Linked DNA regions of Mus musculus: region 1 is linked to region 2. A link is a contact called in public promoter capture Hi-C data. All regions are on one chromosome and are shown on one strand. The core of a region is the stretch at or near the end of the contact, and the rest is flanking DNA. Distances in the headings are between cores, read along the strand shown.

Region 1 (4,956 bases), core at 628-3,127, 61 kb before region 2:
ATGAGCACGATGTGCAGCTGCGCCAGGGGCCGCCTCAGGAGCATGTTGGAGGTGGTGAGGTCCCCGTGAATGAGGTCTTGGTCGTGCATTCCGGCCAGAACCTGCCCCATCCTCCTGGCCAGGTCCAAGAGGCACTGGGGGTCCTTTTCAGTCTCCATAGTGGATTGGATATAATCCCGAACAGTCACCGAGTCTTCGATTTCTTCCATATATAAGCAGTTAGACGCATAGTCCACAAAGAAGACGACTGGGGCAGCTATCCCTGCAATGGACACACGTGGTTAGGGAGCGCATCTTCATGAAGGCCGGCTTCATGCACAGGCAGACAGTTTCTCAGCCTAAACCTGCTTTGGAACAGGGTTTAGACTACTGTGGAAAATGATACAATTTATCCAGAGCTTGCCCTGTTAAAGCCCTGCAGGACTACGGCCTGAGACCAGGCCAGGGTAAGTCTGGAAGTATCAAGGCTTGCTCCTCCTTTCTCAAGCCACCTGAGGACTGGAATTCATTGCTGCTCCCTAAAAACAAACAAAACAAGAAGCCAGAAGGAAAGCATCCTGCAGTCTGAGCAGTTTCTACCTGACAGTCACCAGGCAAGTGGCTAAGCAGGGTGTCACCTTACAGGCTCATCTGTGTTCTGGAACAGGCAGGTTCAAATCCCTTATTAGGCGTGAAACCTCAAGGTTCCCTTAGCTACTCTATGCCTCGGTCTCCACAACTGTAAAGTGGTAACAAAACCTCCAGTTAACGCCAGGAGTCTCTCCTGAATGTCAACCAGGTTCAGAACAGTTTCCTAGAAACTGGGGTACCAAGGTAGCCCCCACCCCTGTCTGGTAAAACTTACAAAAGGTAAAGGAGAATATATGAACACTTCTTTATAATTCCATTGCCCCTCTAGGGCAGAAAAGCACAGGCCTGTTCACTGCTGCGTTTCCCAGTCTCCTGGCACCTATCAACCACTAAGGAGAAAAGAACAGAGGTGTAAAAGCAGAGGCCACAGTTCTGGGCCACCAAGTCAGGCGGCCTGGTGGCTGTGAAACTTCTGGCCCTTTCCCCGTTTGTGTCTCAGTTTCTCAAGAGGACAAAACTTTTCCGTGGGGCTAGCAAATGGGTGTTAAAAATAGATGGGAGTTGTGCTAATCAGATCTCTGAGTTATAGATCTGCCTGGTCTACATAGTGAGATTCACGAAAGCCACAGCTACAATGAGACCCCCGTCTGGAAAAAAACAAAACCAAACAAACAAAACACGATTTCATGAAGTCTGACATTTATTGGATGTCATGCCAACATACACGTTTGTATAGGCCACTCACAACATCCCCGAGATGCGAACTCGACTATGACTTCCGATTAGAACTCGGGAAATTTAGGCAAGGCAACTCACAGAAGGGTATAATCTGAATTCAGAAAGCTAGCTCCAGACGCGCGCCTGGCAGGACAGATGCTTAAAACTACCCAGGGCGTTGTTATTTGGTCCGGACCCCCGGAACTCGGAGCCCGGTCTCTCCCGTCCCACCGGTCTCCCGCAGCCCTGTCTGTCCCGTCTCCCGGAGCCCCGTCCGGCCCCCCTCACCCGCACGGCGGCAGCGGAGCAGCGCGCGCGCCTCCTGCACCGTCCGCCGACGGCCGAGCCGCGCCTCCAGCTCCGGGTGCCGGTAACTCTTCGGGAAGCGGTGCTTCACCACGGCCGCGCGGCCCTGGAAGCGGCCACGGAAAACGCGCGCCTCGGCGCCCTGCTGCACCAGCTCTAGGCCGCTCAGGAAGAGGCGGCTCCGCTCGCGCGCCGCGGCCAGCGCCTCGGCCTCCGCCTCCGAGGACACACCAGCCATGCCTCCGACTCCTTCCGACCCTGACCGCGCCGCTTCCGCTCGCTTCGGAAATCCTCCGGCCTCTTCCGCCATGAACACCGCTCCCACAACACACTTCACCCTGCTAGTGTGGTTCCGCCTCGCGACCTTTCCGCGCTCAGCGGAGCCTCTCGGACCTGTAGACTTGGCCCTTCCCTGTAGACTTGGTTCCTGTCTGTATCCGTGTGCGCTCGGCAACTTTTAGTCAACAGCTTCTCTCTCTCTCTCTCTCTAGCTCTCTCAGGAAACTCGTTGGCGATGCTGTTGGGGATACTCTGCTCCTTTCTACTAGCATAGAAAAATCCTTTACTTTTTAAAGACCGGATCTCACTGTGTATCTCAGGTTAGCTTTGAACTTGTGATCCTCACACATTAACCGATGGAAACGTACTATGTAATCCAAGAGGGAAGGACAGACAGACTAGGCAAAGCTTTCTACCTGGTGATGCCAACCGATGTCAGCAGCCCACACCATCCCTTTGAGTTCCGGTTTCCTATTCTTCAGAATGAGGCTGCCTGGTTCTTCTGGGGTTGGGGCTTATCAGAATTTAACAAGAGCCTGATTACAAGATGCCGGTGGACAGAGGCCCTCTTCGCATGACTTCTGTGTAGGATAAAGGGCCAAAGAAAAAACACCTTGACCTTAACTAGACCTCAAGCCTAAAACCAGGGCCAAGAACAGAAATGCATCAATCACTGAATTGGCCCCAGAAACCCACCAATTCCTGAGCTGTTCCAAGCTCAGGAGTTGAAATCCCAGCAATCCTCACCCTGGAAATCTTTACCGGGAAAGCTCCCGCCATTCCCAAGAAACTCCATATAAACCCTGTCTGCTGCTCAGTTCGCTGCTGCTTCCGGCTTGAGCAGAGGCAGCCACCCTCCCAATAAATCTCTTGTGTGAGGTTTGTTGTGCAGTGTAACTTTGTGGTATTCCTTGACTCCCGATAGCCAGGATACCTCTCAGAGTAGCTTTGCTGAGGAACAGCTGTAACTTGGACTGGGGAAAACTTCCCAGACAGCAGCCGCCACAGCAGAGCTGTAACACTTCTATAGGGGAAGCCTTTCCCTTTAGAGCTGCAACACTCACACTCTGCCCTTCTTATTCCTGGAACAGAAGAGAAGCCCTTGGATCCCGGGTTGCTATGGCACCAGCATCTTGGCTCTGTGGTCCCTGGGTTTCGTTCATATTCATGACAGGTTCCTTTTCATCATCAGACCCTTTGTGTGGCAGGATGTGTTCTCCAGCAAAACACACCCAGAACCCGTTCCGTTTACATCCCCCAGTGCTCAAGTCTGTAGCTTCATTATCATAATTGTTTGTGTCCACACAGCCGTCTCTATGGTAACCAAACCCATCTGAACCCTTGCCTTAGAAATCTACTGTGCAAAGGTGCTGACCAGAGCCAGGCTTGCTAAGTCAGGCTGAGTTTAGCTCTGTAAACCTGGTTCAAACCTTTCAGTGACTCTGTACTGTGCTAAGAATTCAGACCTAAAACTTCATCAGCCCATATGGCCCTGCAGGGACCTCCTGCAACTCTTATAGATCCTTCTCTCACCAAACTATCTCCTATTCTCTGCAGAGCTGGGACAGAATGTTTGAGTATTGGATTCAGTATAATGAGAGAGCTGGGCCAAGGTCCTAGTACAGTGATGAACAGGGTGGGCATTTTGTACTATTCACAACTGCGGCGGCGGCAGCATATGGCATACTAAAACCAGGAGAATTATGTGAGACACAGCTCCATGGAAGCCCATGGAACGCCATCTTAATTTATAACCCAATGCTTCTCAAGTTCTTCCTCTTTGCCAGCTCTCACCCCAACAGGCTTTACCTTCTCAGGAGCTGGCACTTGCTGTCTGCTGCCCAGCAGGGGGCGACTCTCCTGCATCATTAGGTGCTGTGCTGGCCATTGGTAGATTTTGTGGCCCTCTTTTTGTGGTGCCTATTTGTTATGCAGCAACTTTGTGACAGAAGCTGACTATTACAAACAAGTACAGAGAAAGACATGTACCTAAATATTTGTACACATACAAACAGAAATATATACACAAACACACAAACAAATGCAAATACACAAGCACAAATAAATACACAAACACATAAGTAAATGCAAATAGCACATAAAACAGTCATATATATATACACGTGACAGTCACGGTTACACAGAAAAAAAAACTTGTCTCAAACCCCCCCAAAACAAAAATTAAAATTAACAAACAACAACAAAAAACCCAACCAAAACCCTGTCTCAAAAAAGGAAAAAAAAATCACATAACATACATAAACAAGGCACACAAAATCATTTATGGATACATAAATACACACAAATACACACAAACACACATAAATACAAAATACAAATACACACAAACACACATAAATGTCAGAGAGAAGCTAAAAACTAGCAGGTGATCTTCTGAGATGGTTCTGCCATGGACTATCAAAGTTAATGACAGATCTGCTTTTCTAGGTAAGCCAAGAAGATTACACTTTAGGAAAGATTTCTGCTGTTAATATGCGTTTCCTGTTATTATTAAATTTATATAACAATCACTACACATTAGCTCACCCTTTTGAGCAGATCTCTGCAGAACAACAATGCACGGTCTTGTAGTGATGTTATATAGACACATAGATGACTTCTTAATTCTTAATGATGATCCTGAAAGAATTCCTAAAATTATATCAGTGATTATTAACATCTTTTACAATAGGACTGCTATTAAGTTCTCTCTGATAATCAAAACTTCAATGAGAACTCTACCAGTCTTGAGTTAATTGCTTCTGAGATAGCAAACACTCATCTACAACTCAGAGCACATTCTAAGAGGTTGTAAAACAATTAACCAAAGGTCATAAAAAGGAAACTAATGATTTACTATAGGTGCAAGGACAGAAGATAAAATATTGACTGGAGCCGGGCAATGGTGGCACACACCTTTAATCCCAGCACTTGGGAGACAGAGGCAGGCGGATTTCTGAGTTCGAGGTCAGCCTGGTCTACAGAGTGAGTTCCAGGACAGCCAGGGCTACACAAAGAAACTCTGTCTCAAAAAAAAAATATATATATATATATATTGACTGGGTTTATCCATATGTAACTTAC
Region 2 (4,708 bases), core at 435-2,934:
GGCTGAAGCAGGACTGCCATGAGTTCAAGCCAAACAGAGTGCCCTTGAATGTCTTGAGATACAGAGGGAGACTGTCTTTAAATTTTAAAAAGGAAGAAAGGAAAATAAAACCAAGTGGCTAAGAGCACTGTGCCTTCCAGAGCAGCGGTTCTCAACCTGTGGGTCTCGACCCCTTTACCAGACCTCTATCTCCAAAAGTGTTTACATTACAATTCGTAACAGTAGCAAAATTGCAGTCATGAAGTAGCAACAAACATAATTCTATGGTTAGAGGTCGGCACAGCGTGAGGAACTGTGTTAAAGGGTCACAGCACTAGGAAGGCTGAGAGCCGCTGCTCTACAGGATTCAAGTTCAGTTCCCAGCACCAAACAGCAGCTCACTGCTGCCTGTAACTTCAGTTCTAGGAGATCAGACATTCTCTTCTGGACTCTACAGGCACTGAACACATTGCACACGCATGCACACACAAATAAAGTAAAAACAAAACCAAAAAACAGGAGGAGGAGGAGTGCTTGGTGTTAGAATAATAATGGTCACAATTTTCATCTCACACATAAACACATCCACATATATACACATACACACATATACACATACACTCATATACACATACATACATATAGATACATACATATACACACATGTACATATACACACATACACACATGCACAATATACATATATATAAACATATATGCACATAAACACATATATACACTCATATACTCATACATACACCCTTACATGTACATATACACACATATAAACACATACACACATACAAACACATATTCATATATACACACATACATATAGTCATATATTCATGCCCACATATATATACACATATACACACATATACATACACACATACATACATATATACACTCATACATATACACATATATACACACTCATATACATATATACACACACATACACACATATACACATAAACACACACATATACACATATACACACACACATACATACACATACACACATACTTGCATACACACATATACACACTCATACACATACACACATATACACACACATACATATACACACACATACATACACATACACACATACTTGCATACACACATATACACACTCATACACATACACACACATACATACATGCATACACACATACATACATGCATATACACACATATAAACACTCATACATATACACACATGCATACACATATACACATACATACATGCATACACACACATACACACATATACACACATACATATATACACATACACACATATAGACACTCATACATATACACACATACATACACACACATACACACATACATACATATAGATACACACACCACACATACATGCATACATACATACATACACACATTCACACATATAGATACACACACACACACACACACACACACACACAGAGTAAGGGAGAGAGAGGGCCCTCTCTTCCCTTTTGCTTGCTAGTTTTCTGCAGCTCTGGGGATCAATCCAGAGTGTGCTAGTCAAGCCAGTGCTCCACACCTAAGCTACAGCCCAGCCCTTTCCACCACTGGACAAAGCCGACTCCTTCATGAAGTCCTCCCAGATTTCTCTCTGAGACCTCTGCCAGGCTCATCCCCAGTCCTAGAAGACAAGACACTTTTCTTGGGTCCTTTACTGTCATACCACTGCTAGGTCCCTTGGGCTGATGAGGAACTGAGAAGTGACCTCACAGCCCCTGTGGGGCAGGAAGGTACCCACAGGGATTTTCAGAAAACCCTGCCCCCCTGAAAAAGGTCAGGCATTTTGTTTTTCGCACAGGACCATGGGGCCCCACCAGCAGTTATCGGACACAGTGAGGCAACCTTTGGCTCAAAGCACAGAAGTTTTGCAGGAGCCTGGAGTTTATCAGTGTGGACTGCAGAATGGCCCAGGGCAGGGAGAAGGGCAGGGCTGGACCCAGGTCCCAAACTGTGGGCACATGAAGACAGAAGCCACTTTGGGACCCTTACCCCCAGAAGAAGGAATCAGAAGGGACAAAATGCCGTCCCCCGCCCCACCTACCAACCACTGTAATTTTCCATTTATTTATTTGTGTGTTTATTTTTGAGGCAGTCTCACTATGCAGCCCGATACACCTGCCCCTATGCCTCCCTCTGCCTTCCCAGAGCTTGGATTAAGGGCATGTGCCACTACGCCCAGCTTTCTGGGATGGCAGGCACATGCCATCAGGTCCAGCCTTTCCTCTTTACAGCTTGCCTCTAGGTTGGAGAGGTCTCACCGAAAAGCCCAGCTGTCCACAGCATGAATACAACAAGGGCTCAATGGGGCTCCAGGTGCCCTTTGTAGTGTGCTCCTGGCAGGGCATGAGATTGGAGGGTGGCTGGAGGAGCATTCATGTGTGCCTTGGTTTTGCCTTGTCATGGACCCTTGGAGTCCTTTACTGTCATACTACTGCTAGGCCCCTTGGGCTGATGAGGAACTGAGAAGTGACCTCACAGCCCCTGTGAGGTCATCCCTCTCCTCCAGGGAAAGGAGGGATGGAATAGGAGGGGAGTTAAGTAACGTGCACATGAAACAACCCTAGCCAGACTTCGACTCCTACATCTACCTGGTCCTGAAGCCAGACGCTCACTGAGATGGGCCAATCTATGCCTCTCTCTGCTGGTCCTGGCTTGAGTTGCGTTTTTGGCATCTCATCGTTAGGATGTTAGACTATTACAGGCGCTCAGCAGAAAGACGCCTGCATATGGACTACCAAGGAGTCAAGGTTGACCTTGACTGTATCTTCCCAGAGGATGATGGGCCTTCTTAAGATCAGGCAGGCGTGGGAGGCAACCGTCCACTCATTTATCCAACACACACTTGTTAAGCACTCTGCTGGTTAGTATTCCATTCCTGTAATGGAGTAATAGAGACAGAGTGATTTATAAGCAACAGACGGTGCTGGTGTCTAGAGAGGACCTCCTTGCTGTGCCATCCCAGGGCAGGAGAGCAAGAGAGGGCTGTATGTGCCTTATGTCAGTGTTTGTGTGTGGGTTTATGTGGAGGCTTAAGGTTAACATTGTCTTCCATCTTATTTCCTTGTCTATCTGTGTGTGATGGTTTGTATATGCCTGGCCCAGGGAGTGGCACTATTAGGAGGTGTGGCCTTGCTGGAGTAGGTGTGGCCTTTTTGGAGTAGGTGCGTGTGGGACCCTACTGCTAGCTGCCTGGAAGTGAGTATTCTGCTAGCAGCTTTCAGATGAAGATGTAGACCTTTCAGTTCCTCCTACACCATGCCTGCCTGGATGCTGCTATGTTTCCATCTTGATAATAATGGAGTGAACCTCTGAACCTGTAAGCCAATCCCAATTAAATGTTGTCTTTATAAGAGTTGCCTTGGTCATGGTGTCTGTTCACAGCAGTAACACCCTAACTAAGACACTGTGTGTGTGTTTCTGTCACATGTGAGTAGAAACCAGAGAGGTCAGAAGAAGGCAATGGATCCCCTGGAGCTGGCATTGCAGGTGGGTGTGGCATTGCAGGTGGGTGTGGCATTGCAGGTGGGTGTGGCATTGCAGGTGGGTGTGGCATTGCAGGTGGGTGTGGCATTGCAGGTGGGTGTGGCCTGCCTGACTTGGATGCTGGGAACTAAGCTCAGGTCTTCTGCAAGATCAGCAAGTGCTCTGAACCTCACAGCCATCCCTCCAGGCTCTACCACCTTATGTTTTGAGACAGCATCTCTCCTTGAACTTGGGATTCACTGGTCCAGCCAGGTGAGCTGGTCAGAAAACTCTAGGGCCCCCCCCCCCATGTCTCCACTCACAAAACTCTAGGGTTATAAATGTACACGGCCACGCCTGGCTTTTCACATCGGTGTCAGGGATCCTGGGTCAGGACCTCAGACAGCATCCCTGAGCCATCTCTCCATCCCTCTTATTTTTTTATTTGTTGGTTTATTTGTATTTTGGAGACAAAGTAGCTTTGAACTCCTTACGCAGCTAAGGATGACCTTGGACGCCAGAGTCGCCTGCCTTCACTTCCTGGGTGTGCTGGGATTACAGGCCTGTGCTACCACAGGCCATTGAACTTTTATGACAAATCCAGCCTGTGGTCTAAGTCCCTCCCACAAGAACATCATCAGTGCCTGCATGAGCACAGGATCTTCTGGAACCGACCTCCTCTTACAGACGTTGTCAAGGCCCTAGGGATAAAGATTCCAGCACAAGGCGTTTGGGGGACACACACAAAGTCAGCAGGTCCCTTCAGCACAGAACAGGCCAGGTTCTGTGCTGGGGCTCAAATGTAGCAGTAGACAGAAACCCCTGCCGCATTTACTCAGCGGAGTAAATGCCCAGGAGACATCTGCTCCATTACCATGACAATCACCATCCCCATTTACACACGCAGGAACACAGGCCCCAGACATGAAGTCACACAGCCAGCCAGAGGCCAAGTGCTGATCTGACTTCTGATTTCACAATTTCCAAGTCAGCTGTGTCTGCCACATCAGGCTGGAGAGCGAAAACACGGCCACGTGGAAATGACCTCACGTTTCTCCTGCTGCTCCTCAAAGAGAAGCGAGCGAGGAGTTGACGGAAAGGAGTCAGCTTGGATTGTGTCTGCAGAGAACTCCAGCAGCACACACCAGGGCACTGTGTGGTCCACAGAGGGGAGAGCTGACTCACAGGTCGTAGCAGTTTCTGAGCTGGGCTTCAGGATCAGATTAA

The links. Promoter capture Hi-C pulls out the DNA fragments that hold promoters and counts their contacts.
Region 1: a promoter capture Hi-C map of macrophages shows a contact between it and region 2, with 6 read pairs. The contact joins the promoter of Trp53rkb here to the enhancer-like site in region 2. A contact is called at or near these places in 2 of 39 promoter capture datasets (embryonic stem cells and macrophages), 1 of 15 datasets of contacts at CTCF or cohesin (large pre-B cells), 10 of 484 Hi-C or Micro-C datasets (the N1E-115 cell line, bone marrow-derived macrophages, brain and 6 more), 8 of 115 datasets of contacts at active chromatin or transcription factors (bone marrow-derived macrophages, craniofacial prominence, embryonic stem cells and 1 more) and 2 of 9 other capture datasets (adipose tissue and bone marrow-derived macrophages).

The regions. Positions count from the first base shown.
Region 1 is chr2:166,790,688-166,795,643 of GRCm38.p6, reverse strand. Trp53rkb (transformation related protein 53 regulating kinase B) reads right to left here and starts at 1,877. Exons shown (of 2, transcript NM_023815.4): 1 at 1,576-1,877; 2 at 1-262. The coding sequence starts at 1,831.
Region 2 is chr2:166,730,132-166,734,839 of GRCm38.p6, reverse strand. No RefSeq gene overlaps it. Among named protein-coding and RNA genes, the nearest start is that of Prex1, 19 kb to the right of the region's middle. Within about 2 kb of position 1,684, at least 25 of the 459 cell types and tissues checked have an H3K27ac peak or open chromatin away from gene starts, as enhancers often do. A contact at or near this core is called in the N1E-115 cell line, bone marrow-derived macrophages and macrophages, where this site is marked.